2 separate regions of the Ovis aries genome follow, and region 1 is linked to region 2. The links are chromatin contacts, called in public Hi-C maps. All regions are on one chromosome and are shown on one strand. Each heading gives the region's core, a stretch centred on a gene start, on an enhancer-like site or on the middle of the called end of the contact. The rest is flanking DNA. Distances are from core to core; before and after follow the strand shown.

The links. A called contact is a pair of places that touch in the nucleus more often than the background predicts.
Region 1: a contact with region 2 is called in a Hi-C map of hypothalamus, with 7 times the contacts expected there. The contact joins the enhancer-like site here to the promoter of DENR in region 2. A contact is called at or near these places in 15 of 16 Hi-C or Micro-C datasets (blood, hypothalamus, liver and 7 more).

Annotation. Positions count from the first base shown.
Region 1 is chr17:52,889,698-52,893,775 of ARS-UI_Ramb_v3.0, forward strand. It overlaps KNTC1 (kinetochore associated 1), which reads right to left. Exons shown (of 61, transcript XM_060401137.1): 61 at 2,415-3,864. The coding sequence ends at 3,744. Among named protein-coding and RNA genes, the nearest start is that of HCAR2, 54 kb to the left of the region's middle. Within about 2 kb of position 1,669, at least 19 of the 54 cell types and tissues checked have an H3K27ac peak or open chromatin away from gene starts, as enhancers often do. A contact at or near this core is called in hypothalamus and tail adipose tissue, where this site is marked.
Region 2 is chr17:52,789,588-52,793,290 of ARS-UI_Ramb_v3.0, forward strand. It overlaps DENR (density regulated re-initiation and release factor), which reads right to left and starts at 1,946. Exons shown (of 7, transcript XM_060400753.1): 1 at 1,779-1,946; 2 at 936-1,049. The coding sequence starts at 1,041.

The DNA of each region.
Region 1 (4,078 bases), core at 419-2,918, 100 kb after region 2:
AGTGGTTAAGAAACTGCCTGATGATGCAAGGGCCACGGGGGTTTGATCCCTGGTCTTGGAAGATTCCACATGCTGAGGAGTAACTAAGCCCTTGCATGACAACTACTGAGCCTGTGTGCCTAGAGCCTGTGCTCCTCAACAAGAGAAGCGGCTGCAATGAGAAGCCTAAACACTGCAACGAAGAGTAGACCCTGCTCGCCTCAACTAGAGAAAGCCTGAATGCAGCAACGAAGACCCACCACAGCCAAAAAATAAAATAAGCTTAAAAAATAAAAAAGCTAACCTGCTCCCTATCAGAACTTGTGTGCATGTCTATTCATCTTCCACCAACTTGACATGATTCCTAATCTAAAATTATTTTATTTTATTGTATTGACGGATAACTGACATGTAATAATAGTTTCAGGTGTACATAACTCATTATTTGTATATTTGATGAAGTGATCACCACAATAAATCTAGTTAACATCCAGAACTTTACTCTGAACAATGAAACCAGTGTTAAGATGGAGAAAGAAATCCTTTTTAGCCCAGCTTGAGCCCAGGAAGTGCAGGCGTTCCCAACCCCCTGGGCCATGGACCAGTACCGGCAGGTGCCCTGTTAAGAACTAGGCCACACAGCAGGAGGTGAGCAGCGGGCGAGCAAGTGGAGCTTCATCTATATTTACTGCCACTCCCTATTGCTCGCATTACTGCTTGAGCGCAAGAAAACAAGCTCAGGGCTCCCACTGATTCTGCATTATAGTAAGCTATGTAATTACTTCATTATACATCACAATGTCATAATAATGAAGCGCACAATAAATGTAATGTGCTTGAATCATCCCGAAACCACACCCACTCCCCAACCCCCATTTGTGGAAAAACTATCTTCCACAAAACCAGTCCCTGGTTCCAAAAAGGTTGGCGACTGCTGATGAAGCGGAACGGTCATTTCCATTTGTTACGTTCTAGTGCCACCACATGACCCTTTTGTTCCTTGCACATTTATGCCCAAGAATAACAATCACAGGCTCTACTTGTGAGCTCAGCCTTATAATTACAGTTTTCTTAAGGATTAATCACATAGATGCTAAAGAAATACAAACGTAAATACCGAGACACTATTTTCACTGATCAAATTAGCAAAAAGTTTTAAAAAGAAAAACTGCCCACCTTTTGGGAGGATGCAGTAAAGGAGACATCTGTTTCTGGTAGGAATAAGGTTTCGTGAAGACCTTTGGAAATCACAGTAGGTGATGGAACCAGGGGGGTCAAACCCAGACTTGTTATTTATCCAAAACCCATGTTTTTAATCGTATTACGTTGACTTTCCTATACAGAAACATTTTTCTCAACAAGCCAAACAAAGGCAAATGAATTCTAGTATTATCAGCTCCAGTTTATTCACAAGTAGAACCAAAAGAAGTGTGATTAACATTTCTGTGTGCTGGGTGGAAGGTTTGCAGCTTCACGCAGCCCTTCCAGCCAGCTTCCTTCCTGTCCTGCCAGGGGCTTACAGCCTGCAGCCTTCATCTCTCAGGCTCCTTGCCAGATGGCTTCTGTTTAGCTCTGTCATTTCTTGGCACAGGCACGGGAATTAGAAGGTTGCTGAAAGCAAAATGCTGCTGTTTTTTTTTGCCTACTGGAGGGGGGGCTTGGCAGTGCAGCACTAGCGGAGGATAACCAAGGGCTGCAGGGGCAGCAGTGCCAGGGGGAGGAGGCTCAGTCTCTGGAACAGCAGCATCCCCGGCTCAGAGCCAAAGCAGCTTCTTCTCTTTTTTTTCCCACTTTATGTGCTGCTGCAGAATCTTAGTTCCCAGACCAAGGATGGAAGCCGAGCCCCCTGCATGGGAAGCACTGAGTCTTCACCACTGGACCGCCAGGGAAGTCCCCAAAGGCAGGTTCTGATGTTAGGCTAATAGCCCCTTCCCTTTGGCTTCTCCAGTGCCCCTTCTTCATCTCCCTTTTGCCTTTCAGTCCTCTTGACACCTTTGTAATCAGTTCCTGACACTCAATCCTTCTCCGCTTCAACTATCTAGAGTGGTTTCTGTACATCTGGCTGGCCACTGATGGATACACACGGCAGCAAAGATTATAGACATATTTACTCGAATGACTATCAGTTAAAAAGACTGATATTCTGGGACTTCTCTGACGGTCCAGTGGTTAAGACTTCAGCTTCGAATGCAGGTGACATAGGTTTGATCCCTGGTCGGGGAGCTAAGATCCCACAGGCCTTGTGGCCAAGAAACCAAAACATAAAACAGAAACGATATTGTGACAAATTCAATAAAGACTTAAAAAAAAAAAAGAAACTGATATTCTTATTTACATAGGTGGAAGAGAAGGATGTAAGCAGTTGCTTTACTTATTGGGAGAACAAAATACTTTTCTTCATATAGAGTACAAAAAAACAGAGTCTCTACAAGTTATGCACGTAACTGGCAAGGAAAAGATTTATTAATTTGGGACATGAGTTGTTTATCAGGCAGTTCTGCTGTTATTAAGCATCTTAGTTATTACTTCTTGGGGAATATTTGACAATAGCTATTGCACACAGATTGCACAATTTAAAAACTGTAATAAATAGTGTCAGTTATTAACAGATTCCAAACTTCTTGTTCTTCTTGAAAAAACTTTGATCTATTAGGATCCATTAAACATCTAAATGGGAAGAAACACAAGCATTTTTATGAGTGTCAGTGTTTTAAACAGAAAATTGTTTGACAAACTACAGAAAAGGCTTAACTATATTGCTAAAAATCTATGTATGAGGTTATTTTGCATTTTAGACAACTATGATCAGAGAAAAACAGATACATTCTAAGGGCCACAAACTTGCCTCCTGAATCAATACTCTCCCTTTTTGAAAAAAGTAATCTTACGCCATTGATCACAATAGACTGGAAATGAACAAAGGAAGTTACTAATGGATGTTAACAAAATGTAGGCTAAATATTTTAATATGCTTGATCTGGACCAATGGAAGAAAAAACCACAATAACCTAATTATGTTTACTAAAACTACCAAAACAAGATCAAAATGAAAAATTTTACCTTATACTTAAGTTCAGAACAAGACTAAAAATGATTTATGTGCGGTTTTTATACACAAAAGCATTTGGGAGAATGCACATGAACATGTTAACAGTGATCTTATCTCTGGTTCCTGAGATTTCAAGTGTTCAGTTTTTTTGTTATTATTATTGTTTTCTCCGGCAGATTTTTGTTTTTCTATACTGGACATATATGTCTTAGCTAATTAAAGAAAAAGAAATAAAAGTGATGGAAACTCCAGCACAACATTAATCAATGTGCTTTGAAATTTAGTTTGGTGATCCAGTGGTTAGGACTCTGTACTTGCACTGCCGTGGGCCCGGGGTTCAGTCCCTTGGTGGGGAACTAAGATCCCACAAGCTTCGAGGTGCAGCCAAATAAGTAAATACAATAAAACTTGGTTTGTCACCTGCTCCTGTATTAAAAACAAGACTCCACAAGGAGTCGTGATTCTTGAGAGCACCTGAAAGGCTGGGAGGGCCAGATCTGAAAACCACAGGCCACTCAGGTACAGCAACTGGCCTGAGGCCAAATGGCTGCTTCCTGGCACAAATGAGTAGAACCAAGGCCTTTGATTCCGAGTCTGGGACTCTGTCACACAAAAAGTGAACTGTGAAAATACAGGCAGTTGCACATAAAAATACATCTATCTTCAGAACAGGCTGGCTCAATATCAAGACCCTAGAAATAGAAATGGTGTCAGGTTAAAACCCAGTAACTCGGGCCAGATTTACCTTCAGAGTTTCACAGGGAGTGGTGCCTGGTGGTATGGGCTTCCCACAATGCTTGTAATATTCAGTTATAAAGACTGAAGCGTCATCTAAACTATGAAACCAAAGAGAAGAAGGGCATGAGGAAAATGTGGGGGTGATATGCAGGTCTGCCATCTCGACTATGGCAATGGCTTCACAGGTGCACATCAAGATTTATCAAATGACACACCTAAAGCACGTGCAGCTTAGTATATATATATCAACGTTACCTCAAAAAATATTACTTGTTCATAAATGACAACCTCTAATTATGGCTGGATCACAGG
Region 2 (3,703 bases), core at 696-3,195:
TCAACCTTACATAAAGTTCCCCTGCCTACTCTCTGGGATATTTTATACTCATTTTATTTTCTTAATCAAAGATAGTAAATAAATGATGAGTCGATACAATTTTTCAACTCAGTGACATCACTTCTCCTTTTATAGTACTTAAATTCCAGAAGAAATCTCCATTACATTCACAGAAGGTAAGGTCCACAAGAACAATGACTTCTCCGAACTTAGTTATTATTCAGTCTCCAGCACACAAAACAGTTAGGCACGTAGTAAGTGGCCAAAAATATTTACTGAAAAAGATAATATTTACTTGCCCTTTACTTTACTGTCGTATGTCTTCAAATTTTTCTGAACCTTTTCAAGATGCTAGTAAAATTAGCTATTTCCAATTAACAAATATTTCTGAACTGAAAATGAGGAAACACACTCAAAGGGAAAAAAAAACCCTGATCCACATTTTATTAATCAACTGTCCTACTGTCCATCACTCCAGTCTCATCATCTTCCACTTGTTATTACACTATTCCTACACTACACACTATACTCATACAAAACTGCTTATTTCTCCACAGACAAGCTTTTCCTTACACAGCTATTCACTTCATCTAGGATGCATTTTCCCACTCCCTCATCCAGTCATCCCTAAGAGTCAATTATCTTACAAGAAGCCCAACTTTAACGGCCAGACTGGAAAGTTACTTTGGGCTGGAATAATCTATTTACACATGTCTATTCCAACTGGACTGAAAATTTCTCCAGGCCAAGTAGCAAGACACAAGTCCCACAGGTTGGGAAAATCTGTTCATCCATGCCTCCTCTTCCCCAACTCCCAATTAAAGATTCACCAAATGACAAAGATGAAAAAATTACTTGGACCAAATGTGAAGCCACTGATCATAACGTCTAAAAATACGGTGAGTAAAAGCCATTTTCTGCCTTCCAACACTTACCTCCACAGTAAAGGACTCGAAGTGGGTAATCTGCATCTAACTTGGTGTTGCTCCTCTGGTCTCCTCTGCAATCATGCCCACCGGATTCAGAAATGTCAGCAGCCATTTCAAAACCTGTCAGAAAAGAAAATAACACAGCTTCACTATTTGGGACCAAGGCCCTGAGAGAAACACTGTTCAAGTGTAACCTTGTCTTCCAGTAGAAATCCCCCCACCCCAAATCTGTTTCAATTCTCTGCTGAATGAAAGGTAAGAAGCTGGATCCATAAAATATGAGTAATTCTGGGCACACCATTTTCCAGGAAAGCGAGCGACAACAGTGAGATTCATAGCAAATGGACCATGACAACGAGGGGCGGGGCGGGGGGGGGGCACCGGTGGAAGCAGCAGCAATGGGAAAAAAGGATGGGGATAGTGACCTCGGTGGGGGCAAGGCAAAAGGTTTAGGGGGTGATTCGGGAGGGATGCAAAGTACAACAGAGAAAGGCCACGAAGCAGCTGAAGGGGCTGGAAAAACCTACGAAGAGGGGGTGAAGAAGGGGTGGGTCGCCGGAGGCGCCCAGAGTGCAGGGTGTGGGGGCGGCTGGATGCCAAGAAAGGGACGCTTTAGAGTCGGGAGAGGGGATGGAAGTGGGAGAGGGCGGGGAGACTAGAGTCTGAGGAGATAAGAATACGGGCAAAAGAACCAGAAAGGAGCAGAATGTAACAGGACTAAGGCGACAAGGGCGGTCAGGTGTGAGGGCGCGACCTGAAGCGACAGGGGCAACCCCGGGGACACCAGAGCGGCCCATGTGGGCGGGGGTGTGGAGGCGCCCGGCCCGGCCCCCTTCCGCCGGACAGCACCTCAGCTTCCTCACGCTCTCTACAAGCTTCTCCGAAGCGGGAGAGGCACGAGGGGTTATTACCCAGGCGGTCGCACAGCCTCCACCGCCTCCGCTCCCGCCACTACCGCCAGCTGAAGCGACACATGCGATTCCTCTTCTCCAGCCAGAGCCGCCCGAGAGCGCGTCTACCAGCGGCGGTCCCGCGAGATAATAAGCCTTTATCGCGAGACTCAGTGGCCGCCGGGCGGCTGTCGCGAGAAGCCTGAAGGCTGGGGCGGGGAGGAATTGGAGAGCATGCGCATTTCGCTCAGGGGCGGGGCCAAGCAGCCTAGAGGCTGACAGCCAGTAGGCGGTGCTCGTTACTTGTGGGAGAGGGTGGGTGGTCCGCGGTCGCGGCGCGAAAGGGGGCGCTCTTTGGAAAGCGAAGACTGCTTACTGCTTGCTGCTGAGGCGGGGACGTGGCCGTGGCCCTGGGGTCTGGAGTGCCTCCTTCAGTCCTGACTAACCTCCAGCCTATTGGATGTCATTCCTCCGCGGGGAGATTGCAACTGGAAAATGCGTTTGGTTTAATTTCAACGACCTGCCCTATATTGGCGGAATTCTTTTTAAAAAGACAGTGTCAATGCTATTCCATTTTTCTCATTGTCCTGCAATTTCACCAACCTAACAACTATTTTCACAGCTTCCTGGTGTTTACTGATCCTTATATATGTTTTAAATTGGAATTAAACTCTCCCACGTCACTGTAGACTAAAGAAGTATTCACAACCTCAAGATTGCGAGTTAGGTTTTACTTGGCTGGAATTTTAGGGCTTCAAGCCTAGGAGGCAGCTTCTCAAGTTAACCCTGAGAGAACTGTTCTGGGGAGGACAGAAGCCAGGATATATAGGCATTTTGCAGCAAGGAGCAGGTAGTCTGAAAACCAAAAGATTATTGTTAATTAAAGAAAATCAGGTATGTCAAGTAAAGAAATTAAGTGATTTTTCTGTGTGAGAGTAGATGCAGGAGTCTGGGCTTACTGAAATCTTTCCTTTAATATACACGTCAGCTACCTGGGGCCAATATCCTGTGTTTTCCCATCCTGAGTTTCCTCAGTGCTCATTGTAGGGAGTAGCTGTAGTCTGATGACTGCTAGATGGCAGGTAGTTTTTTCCTTCCCAAGTTCCCTCAGGGTTCACCAGCTCATAGTTTGGTGGTGATGATGACTGTGACATCCTTTGTTTACTGATACTGCAGGAAATAGTCCATTTCTCATCAGGTTTTCACTCACGGTGTGTCTTGGCTTTGCTTCCATCTAGTTGTTTCATTTTGGGAAAAACCCTTCGTATCCATTTTCAGCCTGAGTCCTATTTAGGAAATGGGAATAACACTACAACAGTTGAAGAGATGTGGGTTAGGGAAATGGAGACCAAAAGTGCTTTGTAGATGTTGGAGGTGGTTCTTTTCTATTTTGCTGTTTCCTCCACTCACATCTGTTTCATTCTTCCCCTTGACTACAACTTCATTTGCCACCACCAGTACCACCCTTAAATTGTCTGCTCAGAGCTTTGTGTGTATGAAGCCATCTAGCATAATCTTTTGCACCAGAGACTATGACCTCTACTCTGATATCTTTCTTATATAAATGAGTGGTTTCCCCCTCTCACAGAAGAGCATCAATTCTAAAAGATAGTAAAAGATCTTGTTTCTAAGCCTATTTGATTCCAATAATAAAAGCTTCCGTTTATTGACACTTAACATGCCAAGAACCTGTTCATTTGGAGATCGAGTCCAGGTGACTTCATTTCATAAAACTTGGGTTCTTACTATGTGCCAGGGGCTTCCCAGGTAGCACAGTGGTAAAGAAGCCACCTGCCAATGCAGGAGACACAACAGACGTGGGTTCAATCCCTGGGTCAGGAAGATCCCCTGGAGTAGGAAATGGCAATCGGCTCCAGTATACTT